2 separate regions of the Sus scrofa genome follow, and region 2 is linked to region 1. Evidence: chromatin contacts called from public Hi-C data. All regions are on one chromosome and are shown on one strand. The core of a region is the stretch at or near the end of the contact, and the rest is flanking DNA. Distances in the headings are between cores, read along the strand shown. Region 1 has its middle 150 kb from the start of GLI2. Region 2 has its middle 140 kb from the start of INHBB.

Region 1 (6,466 bases), core at 2,829-5,328:
ATCAAACCCTCCACCATGGCTGGGAAGGAAGCCCCAATCTTGCAAGGTCCTGCCTGCCCCAGTCCCCTATTTTTTATTTACTTATTTTATTAAAGCGTAGTTGATTTAGAATGTTATGCTAATTTCTACTGTATAGCAAAGCGACTTATGTTATACATACATATATATATATATTCTTTTTAAAACATTCCATTCCGTTAAAGTTTATCCCAGGAGACTGGATCTAGTTCTGTGTGCTGTACAGCAGGACCTAATTGCTTATCCATCCTAAATGGAATAGTTTGCATCTACCAACCCCACACTCCCAATCCATTCCACTCCCTCCCTGCTCCCCCTTGGCAACCACAAGTCTATTCTCTATGTCTCTGAGTCTGTTTCTGGTCTGCAGATAGGTTCATCTGTGCCACATTTTAGATTCCACATATAAATACTATCATATGGTATTTGTCTTTCTCTTTCTGACTTATTTCACTTAGTATGAGAATCTCTAGTTGCATCCATGTTGCTGCAGATGACATTATTTCATTCTTCTTTATGGCTGAGGAATATTCCATTGAATATATGCACCACATCTCTTTTGGGGGAAGGTGCACCCGTGGCATGCAGAAGTTCCTCAGCCAGGGATCAAACCCACACCACAGCAGTGACAACATGTGATCCTTAACCAACTGAGCCACCAGGGAACTCTGTACCACCTGTCCATGCAGTCACCCCTCTCAGGTCACTGCCCACCCTCTCCCCATCCCTCATGGTCTCTGTTCACAGCAGCCTTCCTGCTCATCCTCTAAGTACCACTTTCCTGCCTGGTGGGACCCTCACTACCCCTGTCTCCCCTCCCCCAAATCTATCATCCTTCAGGTCTTTGCTAACCCTGCCCTGCCCGGATGTTTCTTAAAGAAATTGACTCACATTGTAATGGAGGCCAAGAAGTACCATCATCTGCTGCCTACAAGCTGGCACCTGGGGGTGCTGGTGGTGTCGCCCCGTCCAAGCCAAAGGGGTGGGACCCAGGAAGCCAGTGGTGTGAGTCCCAACCTGAGTCTGAAGTCCCAAGAACCCAGAGCTGGCATCAGAGCCAGGAGGAGAATGTCCCAGTTCAAGTGGGGAGTAAGCCTGCCCTTCCTCTGTCCTTTGTTCTATCTCAGGCCTCAGCAGATTGGGTGAGGCCCCTGGCATGGATGAGGATGCATCTTCTTTCTCCGTCTACTGATCTCAAAGCCAGTCTCTTCCAGAAACACCTCAGGGACACACCCAGAAGTGATGCCTTATCTGAGCATCCCAAAGCTCAGAAATGAAATGAGCCGTGGCCGAGCATTCATCCTCTGCCTGTTTGAGCTGCTATCATTCTGGGTCCATACTGTAGTAATTATACCCCAAACCTAATCACCCCACCACTGTATGTGGTAGGCACTTAGTGAATATTTGTTGATTAAATAAGTGAGTGAGGGGAGTTCCTGTCATGACACAGTGGAAACGAATAAGGTTGAGGGTTTGATCCCTGGCCTCACTCAGTGGGTTAAAGATCTGGTGTTGCCATGAGCTGTGGTATACGTCACAGACTTGGCTTGGATCCCGAGTTGCTGTGGCTGTGGTGTAGGCTGGCAGCTGTAGCTCTGATTGGACCCCTAACCTGGGAACCTCCATATGCCGCAGGTGCGGCCCTAAAAAGAAAAAAAAAAAACACCTAACTAACTAAATAAATAAATGAGTGAGTGAGTGAATGAATGAATGAGCAAAGTATCGTCTTATAGAGCTAATGGCTTTAAGCACAGGGGACTATATTCAATATCCTGTGATAAACCATAATGGAAAAGACTATGAAAAAGAGAATATATATACGTGTGTGTGTGTGTGTGTGTGTAACTGAGTCACTCTGCCACACAGTAGAAATTAACAAGACATTGTAAATAAATTGTACTTCACTAAAATACATTTTGAAAAAAGAAACTCATGGTTTGGGGAATTCCCTGGTGGCCCAGTGGGTTAAAGATCAGGCATTGACACTGCTGTGGTGCAGGTTCAATCTCCAGCTCAGGAAATTTTGTATGACTCTGGCATAGCCAAGAAAAAAAAACGTAATGGTTTTATATTTCAAACACATAATAGATGCAAACGATTGCCTTTGGAATGGATAAGCAATGAGCTCCATAATAGATGCAAACGATTGCCTTTGGAATGGATAAGCAATGAGCTCCTGCTGTATAGCACTGGAAACTCTATCTAGTCACTTATGATGGAGCATGATAATGTGAGGAAAAAGAATGTATACATGTATGTGTGACTGGGTCACCTCGCTGTACAGTAGAAAATTGACAGAACACTGTTGTAAACCAGATATAATGAAAATAAAAATAAAAATCATTAAATTAAAAAAAGTTTCAAACCCTTTTTTGGATTCAAAGATCTTTTAGGGGCTGATTCAGGACCTAAGCAACATTATTTGTTTGAGACAACATGGCTGGGGGGCTGCCGTAGACAGAATGCCGTAGCCACTGACAGTGGAGGGCTGGTTGCCTCAGAAGCAGGGCTGCCTGATCCTTCTGCTCTTGACACAGTCCTCAGACTCTCAAGGGGACTCTCCCCATCGCTAGTTGCTCCTACCAATTGGAGTGACCCTCTTACCCAGGGTCCTGCCCATCCAAAGTCCTGTGAATGATGGCTAGAACATGCCAAGGCTCTAAAAAACGAAAACAAGACTAGACTTTATCCAAAGTTGTCTTTAGCTTGGGCTGCTTTTTAAGTGGGTTCAAAAGCTGTGAAAACTCAGGATACAGGAGTTCCTGCTGTGGCACAGCGGAAACCAATCTGACTAGTAACCATGAGGATGCGGGTGCTATTCCTGGCCTCGCTCAGTGGGTCGGGGATCCGGCGTTTCCATGAGCTGTGGAAGATCACAGATGCAGCTCAGATCCTGCATTTCTGTGGCTGTGGCATAGGCTGGCAGCTGCAGCTCCAATTGGACCCCTGGCCTGGGAATTTCCATATGCCAAGGGTGGGGCCCTAGAAAGAAAAAAAATGGGGGATATAAAAAATAAGATAGGAGTTCCTGTCGTGGCTCAGTGGTTAACGAATCCGACTAGGAGCCATGAGGTTGTGAGTTCGATCCCTGGCCTTGCTCAGTTGGTAAGGATCTGGCGTTGCCATGAGCTGTGGTGTAGGTCGCACATTCGGCTCGGATCCCAAGTTACTGTGGCTGTGGCGCAGGCTGGCGGCTACAGCTCCAATTGGACCCCTAGCTTGGGAACCTCCATATGCCGTGAGAGGGGCTCTAGAAAAGGCAAAAAGACCAATAATAATAATAATAATAATAATAATAAGATAAATAATATTTTGACAAGTGTCAGGACAGACACTCCAACACGTAGGGGAGAACTTGGAAATGTCCCAGGGTATCTCCAAAATTCAAGGTTGTTGATGCCTGTCATCCTTTTAGGTAGAGACTACAGTGTTTTTGAAATGCAAATAATACCCTTGTGGGAGAGGGGCATCCTGTAAACCCACTCAGGCTTGGTGCCCCAGTAGGTGTGAGTTTAGATCATCCGGCTGATCCAAAGCACATGGGAATGGAGGGAGGGAGGAGGGGGAGGTGGGGCTGGGAGGAGATGAGGGAGGCCACCTCCCTCACAAGTTGGCCTCAGTCAAATGTGACAAAAGAATGGGGACCTGATATGTACTTTACAGGTGAGAAAAAACACCTGGCAGGCCTTCCAGCTCCCGGGATTCAAGGTCCATCCTCTCTGGGGCATGCGGGGCAGTGGCTCTGTGGATCCCCCCAGTCACTGCTGTTCCCAGCGGGAAGGGTTCCCTGAGAGCAGCTCCCTGCTTCGACGCCATGCTGGACAGATGTGCACAGGCCTAAATTTAGGGTACATGTGTCATGAGTTAGCCACAGGAGCTAGGGGAGATCTCTGTGCCTTGGCTGCTGCATATCCTGCCAGAGAGGCAGTGCATGTGGGCCGGCGCCAGAGACTGCATGGACCAAAGTTGATGCTCAGCAAGAAAGTACCTTAGCAGGTGATTATGTACTTTGTGAAAGTCTCCATATACAAAGGGATTCCCAGGCATCGGCGGCTAAGCAGCAGCCCCTGTAGGGGACGTGTGGCTCCATCTGCAGTCAGGATTGTGCAGGGAGGCCCCGGGCTGAGCAGGAAAGAGCAACTGGGGAAAGGAAGCAAGCATCTGTGCCCTGGAGCCTGGTCCCCAAGGGTACCTTGCTCTCGGGGAAGTAGAGGCAAATCACTGCCCTGCTCCGAGTTCCCCTTTCCTTCTTGAAGAGGCTCTGATCTCCACCACCCCGAGGGCCAAGCGGGTGGCTCAGGGCAGCTTAGGAGCTGTGTGACCTTTGCACAAGTAACTCAATCTCTTTGAGCTTCAGCCTTGTCAGCTGAAAGAGGAACATCCCCCAGAGCCGTTTCAGAGACTTCCTTTTTTTTTCTTAATTTATTTTATTGAATTAGAATAGATTTACAATGTTGTATTGATTTCTGTTGCACCACAAAGTGATTTAGTTATATACAAATATACATTCTTTTTCATATTCTCTTCCATTATGATTTATCACAGGATAGTGAACAGAGCTCCCTGTGCTATACAGTAGGACCTGGTTTTTTTATCCTTTCCATATATAATAGTTTGCATCTGCTAATTGCAAGCTCCCGACCCATCTCAGAGGCTTCTTTTGAGATTTAAATGAGGCAAGAAAGACAGGCACCGGGGCTGAAGAGCCTCGCCCATTCAGTACAGTGAATGGACCCCTTAGTCACAAACCCAGGCTGCGGACACTGTTGTTCTGCCTGGTCATCTGCTTCTGAATCATATCACTTAGTTCCTGGTGTGTCTCCATTGCACAGGGGGCAGCGGTGGCCCCAGGACTCAGACATGCCTGCAGCAAAGCTCACTCAGCCTCCAGCCAGTGTTTGAAATGTCAAGATCTGTCTGCCTGTCTGTCTATCTGCTGTCTGTCTGTCTGTCTATCTCTCTCATACACACACACACACACACACACACACACACACACACACACACCTTGCATTTCTGGCTGTTCTAGATAAATTAGAAGACTGGGCCAGCCTAGGTGCCAATGCTTGATGGGTACCAAGCAGCTGTCACTTAATAGCAGCTTCCCTTTCAGACAGGAGCAGGGCTCTCCATCCCCCAGCCTCCTGCCCACCCTCCAGGCAACCCCTTACCTGGGCCCCCTCCTCTCGTCCTGACAGTCCTAGAGTCCTGCTGCTCTATGGCTGTTCGTTCCATTGATGTGGCATCTTCTCTCTCTGCACCCTGACTCCCCCAGCCCAGCCCAGAGCCCACAGCCCAGATCCACCCATAGCCAATACATGTTGACTGATCCTTTGCTCTTTCCCCACAGCACCCTGCCGTGACTGCCCTAGGAACTGGCACGTTCTTGGGGACAAAGCAGGTGCTCACTGAAGACTAACTCTTTGAGCAACTGAAATTGGACCAGCAGAACTCCATTTCATTTTTTTTCTTTTTAGGGCAGTACCTGCGGCATATGGAAGTTCCCAGGCTAGGGGTTGAATGGGAGCTGCAATTGCCAGCCTACACCACAGCCACAGCAACGCCAGAGCCAAGCTGCATCTGCAATCTACACCACAGTTCAGGACAATGCCGAATCCTTAAGCCATTGAGCGAGGCCAGGGATCGAACATGCATCCTCATGGATACTAGTCAGGTTCATTTCTGCTGAGCCACAATGGGAACTCCTTTATTTTCATTTTTCATTACTTTCCCCATCTCCCAAATTATGAACATAAGATTGACAGAGGATGCTGATTTAACATCCTGGGACCTGACCTGCAGGGGTCTACTGGGGGAACTGGCAAGCCTGGTGGGGCTTGGGCAGCTTTGTCTGCTGGGCCAGTTGTTACTCCGAAGCCTGGTGAGGAGGCTTCAAGCCGGGGGTCCACGAGTCCCACCTCTGGGTCCCTCCTGAGGCCACTGGGCAGAATGGGGTTGAGGGCTGGGTGGAGAGAACATATACCTTGGAACCCCAGAGCCCTGGATTCAAATCTCTGCCTCCACACTCAGTGGTAGGCAAAGGATGGTAACTCCCCCTAGATCTCAGTTTGCTCATCTGCCAAAGGGGATGAGAAATACTCGCCCAACAGACTGGTTGTGAGAATCAATAACTACAAGATTTGAGCATCTCCCATGGACCAAACAGGTAACTATTAAGAATAACAAAGCCAGAGTTCCCATCGTGGCTCAGCAGAAATGAATCTGACTAGTGTCCATGAGGATTTGGGTTCGACCCCTGGCCTCGCTCAGTGAGTTAAGGATCCCGAGTTGCCATGAACCGTAGTGTAGGTCACAGATGCAGCTCGGATCTGGCATTGCTGTGGTTGTGGTGTAGGCCAGCAGCTGCAGCTCTGACTCAGTCTCTAGCTTGGGAACCTCCATATGTCACAGGTGCAGCCCTAAAAAGACAAAAAATAGAAAAAAAAGA
Region 2 (6,466 bases), core at 1,020-3,519, 130 kb before region 1:
ATCTGCCCTGTTGGCAGCTGGGCATGGCCGTTGGTGGACAGATGTAGCACCTTGGGTCTGCGGAAGGGAACCCCCAGAACCAGAGACATTCTGCAGGGAGTGGAGGAGGGGCTGCCAGGCAGTTTCCCCTCCTCTGGGAAAGTACCTGTGGAAAGGGATTCCCATTTTTGGGCACATATGGCTGGCCCAAGTGGAAGTTTTGCAGAGAACCGTTGGCCCATGAGTCAGGGGTCCAGCCCTGGCAGCTCCTGCCGCCCACTGGTAGAGCCAGAGCCCTGGGGGTGCCTCAGCCTGGTTAGTCACACAGGTGAGGGCAAGCAGGCACCCATTGGGCGGTTTGCTCTTCCTCACCCCGTACCAGGCCCTTCAGATGAGAAAACAGCTTAAGCTTAAGCGCAGCATCTGGCCTCAGGCCTCAGCATGCATGACTCACTTCCTTCCTGGGACCCAGCCCCTCTGTGGGAGGGGGTGCTGGCTCCTGCCTGCCCTGGGGGCCGTGGGATTGGGGGGGGGGGCTGCCTCACATCCCCTCACATCCCCTCACTAGACCTCATGGGGTCCTGGGGTGATCCAGGACATCGGGCTGAGCCTGGGGTGCCTCCCCCTCCCAAATAGATATGAAATAAGAATAAAGTTATTTGGGTTGAATTTAAAAGCCAACTATGCGAGAGTTCCTGTTGTGGCTCAGTGGGTTACACATCCACTGGTATTCATGAGGATGTGGGTTCGACCCCTGGCCTAGATCAGTAGGTTACAGATCTGGCACTGCCATGAGCTGCAGTGTAGGTTTCAGACTTGGCTTAGATCCCTGGTTGCTGTGGCTGTGGCATAGGCTGGCAGCTGCGCCTAGGAACTTCCAGACACTGCAGGTGCAGCCCTAAAAAGAAAAAAAGAAAAAGAAAAGAGAAAAGAACAGAAAAAAAAAAAAAAGCCAAGTACGCTCTTTGGAGAAAATTGAGATAAAATAGGAAAGTAAATGAAAGAAAAATAACTGACTCAAAGACAACCACTGGAAACATTTCTTCCCAGCCCTCCATATGCTCATATTTAATGTTTTTGTGTGGCCATGAAAGCACCACATTTGCCTTGTTCCAAGTGACCCAAAGCTTCCCTGTCTGGTTCCTTGACTGGCTCTAGTGTTTGGATGCAGGCAGCATCACATTTTATAGATGTCCAGACTGAAGTTTCAAGAGCCTGGCAAACCCAGGTTCACACGTAGAAAGAAAAGCAGAGGAGGGATTAGATTTAAAATCAGTGCCAGTTCTTAATTAGCCCTATAGGCACCCCTGGGGTCCCAGCTCTCAGGCTAACATCTCATCAGAAGTATTTCCCCCTCTGGAGTTCCTGCCATGATGCAACAGGATCAGGGGTGTCTCTGCAGTGCCAGGACGCAGGCCCAATCCCTGGCCAGCACAGTGGCTTAAAGCATCCTGGTTGGCCAAGCTGTGGCATAGGTTGCAACTTCGGCTTGGATCAGATCCCTGACCTGGGAACTCCATATGCCATAGAGAGGTCAAAAAAAAAGAAAAAAAAAGAAAAACTTTCCCCTCTGCTAAGAAATTCAGTGAAAACACCAGGTTTAATCCCAGCACACACTTCCATCCAGGGCTGGATCACATGTGTGTAACCATTTCCTGGTACTGGAACCTTAGTTATTTCTGATTTCTCACCATAAACACCTGCCTCGAGGCATTATCCTGGGGCTGCACCTGCAGTGGGATTATGAGGTCAGAGAGTGGGGACACTTTGCTTGTCTCCTGGGAAGCACAGCCCCAGGAGGGTTCCCAATTCACCTGCTGAAGTGGAAGGACCCTCCCTGCCAGGCAGGACGAGAAGGCTGTTTCAGAGGCCTGGACCACCGGGAATGGAGCCCCCAGGTTGAGATTCTCCGGGAGGATTAACGCACTGTGGAGCTTTTCCCTGGGGGCCTGCTGTCACACCTTAGGCCTGCTTAAGGCGCAAAAACTGACTCTCTAAGAGGCAAAGTCACTTACCCACGGTCACTCAGCTGGGACTGGATGCCACAAAACACAGCATCTCACAGAGGATTTGCAAAGCACCTCCTTGAACCCTTCAGAAGTTCTAGTTCCTTCCCCTCAGGTTCAGGGTCTGTGACTGCCTCTTATTTCCTGCAGCATCCTGGGAGATGGTGACAGGGGCTGGGTTTTGGCTCCATCCTCACTTCCCACCAGCCTCCCTCTCAAGTATATTAGGCTTTGCCCCCTGGTCCCCATAACCTCTGCCTGGGATGCTGCAGCAGCCCCCAACGGCTCCATCCACACCTACCCTTGCGCTCTGTCCACTCAGCGGTCAGGGCGGGCTTTTACAGACCCAATCCCACCTTTTGCTCCCCTGCTCCAGCCTCCGAGGGATTCCTGGCTAGATGTGCACTAACTCACCTGGAAAGGTGCTGAGATGGACTGGATTTCATGCCTGTGCCGTGCCAAGCACAGAAGGAAAACCAGACTCTTTAGCCTGACCTCCCCTCTGCCCCCTGCCTCCCTCCCCGACCTCTCCCACCCCTTCCTGGGTGACCCCTGGGCTCCCTCTGTCACTAAACAGGCTGAGGTCCCCTAGAACACTCTGAGGTCTGGCTGCCTCCCTTCCTCCCCAGGGGGCCTACCCCTGAGGCAGGCTCCCTATCACACACTTCCCCCCCAAACAACCACATACACTTACCATAGTTTCCCCAGGAAAATTCACAGTTCAGGAGTTTTAGAGGTTATGAGAAACAAAGGTTTGAAGGAACACCCTTATAGCCCTACCCTGATCATTTTTTCCATGTGTGTGCTGCGAATTTTTATATTCATTAAAGAAAGAAATCCGTTCTCCTGGTGGCTTAGTGGTTACAGATCCCGCGTTATCACTGCTGTGGCATAGGCTTGACCTCTGGCCCGGGAACTTCCGCATGCCGTGGATGTGGCCAAAACTACATGCATATATACATACATATATAAACACATAAATACATAATATATACATACATAAATATATGTATATAACAGAAAGCCAACAAAAGCGCCACCCTCCATGAGTCAAGTTATGGGATATCAGACATATTGTATGAGTTAGCAATAGCTGTTCATTCCTATCCATCTCCTCTCTTTGGCTGGAAACCCCTTTCCCATAATTTCAACATCCTTATCAATGACTTGGTGAGTGGAGAGGCCTTTTGCCTCCTGTTTGCTCTTCACGAACTGGTCTCACTAACTCTGTGTCCAGTCTGTCTGTGATCCCAGAGACACGGCTTGCGAAAATCTGGCAGACATGTGACCTGAAGTCCCCTGGCTGGGGCAGGCCTGGCCCCCTGGGGGTAAGAGTGGTTGTGCAGCCGGTCACACCCCTCCCTTCTCCAGACTCCACCCTTCAGCCCTCCCGTGGGCCTCTGCCCCCTGCCAGTCTCGTGCAAGGTCGGTTACGAGGCCCGACTTGTCTTTCCATCTTCACGGGGCTTCTCAAAGTATCCATGCAAAGAGCACTTCTGCTGGGCCCTGCATTTGTCCCATTCATTAACCTGCCGTCCTCCCTTGGTCTCTTCTCTTCATCATCATCCTCAGCCGAAAAGTACAGGAAAGCCAGGCTGACGTTCAGCCACATACGCTGAGTTGTCGTGGGAAGGTGGGTACAGGCAACGGGCAGGGGTCGCCACTGCCATCTGCATGTCTGCACGCGGACAGGCCTGCCTGGAGTCCTGTAGGAGAAAAAGAAACCAGCCCAGTGGCAGAAACACAATTTTTACAAAGTTGAAAACCATGAATTCCAAAATGATGAAGTTAATGAAAAGGTTTTCTGGCTGAGTGTGCTGGGCCCTTCATTCCCACGAGGCTTCCTGACTGTGAGCCAGCCCTGGGCTGGGCACTGTGAGAACCAGGCGTGATTTCTGGTATATCTTGGATGGAGGGCCTGAGGGCCTTAGTCTAGCGTCCTTTCCCCATGTTGCACTGGCCACTGGGGCTCTTACTCCCGTATTTCTGCCAGGGGACCATGCATATTTGAAGATCTCCAAAGACAGGGAGCCCCAAGGTGGGCTTCGTGGGGTGGCTGTCCTATTTCCCAGCAGGCAGCAAGGAATGGCTGGGGCTCAAGGAGCCTGAGGGGTTACTGGAGGTGCTGGTGCCCCCCTTCAGAGAAAGGCCACAGGAGACAGGGGAGGGAGACTCAGGCTGGGTCTCGGCTCAGCCAATGGCCTGATCAACCTGGAAGGCCGGGGCGCAGAACAGATATATGCACCCTGGACCATCTGCTGTCTGGAGCCATCCTCCACAGGCCCCCTGGCATAGGGAGGGGTGCTCCCTGTTCCCCCTTGCATCCCCCCCACCCAGCACGGCACATGCGCGGGAGCCTGCTAGGATAGCCAGGAGCTACTCGGGAGGCAGAGGGACAGATAGTGGTCATGCCCACCATGCAAAAACCCGACTAATATCCATGAGAATGTGGGTTCGATCCCTGACTTTGCTCAGCAGGTTAAGGATCCAGTGTTGCCATAAGCTGCAGTATAGGTTGCAAATGTGGCTCGGCTCTGGTGTTGCTGTGGCTATGGTATAGGCCAGCAGCTGCAGCTCCAACTTGATCCCTAGCCTGGGAACTTCCATTTGTTGCAGGTATGACCCTAAAAAGACAAAAAAAAAAAAAAAAAAAAAAAAAAAGGCAAAAGAAAAAGAAAAGCCAGAGAAATGACTAGATCCTGAGCCCCTCTGCTCCAGCTACAGACACTGTCCCCACAAGCGGTCATCTAAGATCCTGGTGTCCACGTGGTCCCATGTTGACCAAGCAGGGGAACAGCTTTTGACCGCCACTAATGAGGAATGAAAGCGAGTAAATCCCATTTCAACAAACAGTGATTGACCTTAAGAGCAGCAGGGCAAACAGGACTCCTGATGAGAGGAATTTGCTCATTGTTCTGCCCCAGGGGATCAACAGAGCCTGCTACGGGCTAGCGCAATTAAGCATTTCTTCTTACGTCCCTTCTCCGTCTCCTATTGGCAAATCCGGTAGGATGTGAGCCAGTTTTCTAAGGCAACCAGAGTTGCTGAGTGGCTGCTAAGGGCCTGGTTCTGCTGGTGGCTTCTAGGATTTTCGAGGTTGGCGATGCTCTTTGGGGCTTGTGAGTGGCTTCCTGGCATATCCAAGTTATGTCTACCATTCAGGACTGACAGTTTAGTTTCCAAAGTCACCTTAAAAAATCCTTTCTGATACATGTACCCCAGTGCTCATAGCAGCACGATTCACAATAGCCAAGACATAGCAACCTAAATATCCGTCGAAAGAGGAATGGATAAAGAAGATGTGGTACATATGTGCAATAGAATACTATTCAGCCATAAAAAAGAATGAAATAATGCCATTTGCAGCAACATGGATGGACCTAGAGACTCTTATACCAAGTGAAGTCAGTCAGTAAGAGAAAGACAAATACCATATGATATCACTTATATGTGGAATCTAAAATATTACACGAATGAATGAATCTGCAAAAGAGAAACAGATTCAAAGACATGGAGAAAGGACTTGTAGTTGCCAGGAGGAGGGGGTTGGGGCAGGGATGGACTGGGAGTTTGGCATTAGCAGATGCAAACTACTACAATTTTTTTAAATTTATTTTTATTTTTATGGCCACACTTATAGCATATGGAAGTTCTCAGGGTAGGGGTCAAATCAGAGCCTGAGCTGTAGGCCTACGCCAGACCTACAGCAACTCTGGATCCGAGCTGCATCTGAGACATATGCTGCAGATTTCGACAATGCCGGATCCTTAACCCACTGAGCAAGGTCAGGGATCAAACCTGCATCTGCACAGAGACTCCATAGGGCCCTTATCCTGCCAAGCCCCAATGGGAACTCTTAAACTATTACATATAGAATGGATAAACAAGGTCCTACTGCATAGCACAAGGAAGTATAGTCAATATCCTGTGATTAAATCATAGTGAAAAAGAATATATATGTAAACTGTATCATTGCTGTACACAAGAAATTGACACAACATTATCAATCAACCATACTTCAGTAAACTAAATTTTAAAAATCTCTTCTCCTTACCTCCCCCACCAATGCCGATCTGCCTCTGTCTTTGGCCATCAGTACAGCGGGAAAAGCAGGAATTCAGGGTCTTAGATACGGGCTTCAAATGGAGCTTCCCTCAACCACCAGTAGACTGCTATCGGGCAAGAAAATGTTTTCAGAGGAGTTTCTGCTGTGGCACAGTGGGTTAAGAATCTGACTGCAGCAGCTTCGGTAGCTGAGGAGGCTCAGGTTCATCCCCAGCCTGGGTGCAGTGGGTTAAGGATTGCAGCATTGCTAGAGCTGCAGTGTAGGTTGCAGCTTTCCTTGACTTCAGTCCCTGGCCTGGGAAATTCCACATGCCAGGGTTTCAGCCATTAAGAAAGAAAGAAAGAAAGAAAGAAAGAAAGAGGGAAAGAAAGAAAGAAAGAAAGAAAGAAAGAAAGAAAGAAAGAAAGAGGGAAAG

What was found. A called contact is a pair of places that touch in the nucleus more often than the background predicts.
Region 2: a Hi-C map of retroperitoneal adipose tissue shows a contact between it and region 1, with 1.9 times the contacts expected there. The contact joins two enhancer-like sites. A contact is called at or near these places in 1 of 47 Hi-C or Micro-C datasets (retroperitoneal adipose tissue) and 1 of 2 datasets of contacts at active chromatin or transcription factors (skeletal muscle).

Annotation. Positions count from the first base shown.
Region 1 is chr15:30,730,338-30,736,803 of Sscrofa11.1, reverse strand. No RefSeq gene overlaps it. Among named protein-coding and RNA genes, the nearest start is that of GLI2, 150 kb to the right of the region's middle. Within about 2 kb of position 4,078, at least 4 of the 83 cell types and tissues checked have an H3K27ac peak or open chromatin away from gene starts, as enhancers often do. A contact at or near this core is called in retroperitoneal adipose tissue, where this site is marked.
Region 2 is chr15:30,859,899-30,866,364 of Sscrofa11.1, reverse strand. No RefSeq gene overlaps it. Among named protein-coding and RNA genes, the nearest start is that of INHBB, 140 kb to the left of the region's middle. Within about 2 kb of position 2,269, at least 8 of the 83 cell types and tissues checked have an H3K27ac peak or open chromatin away from gene starts, as enhancers often do. A contact at or near this core is called in retroperitoneal adipose tissue, where this site is marked.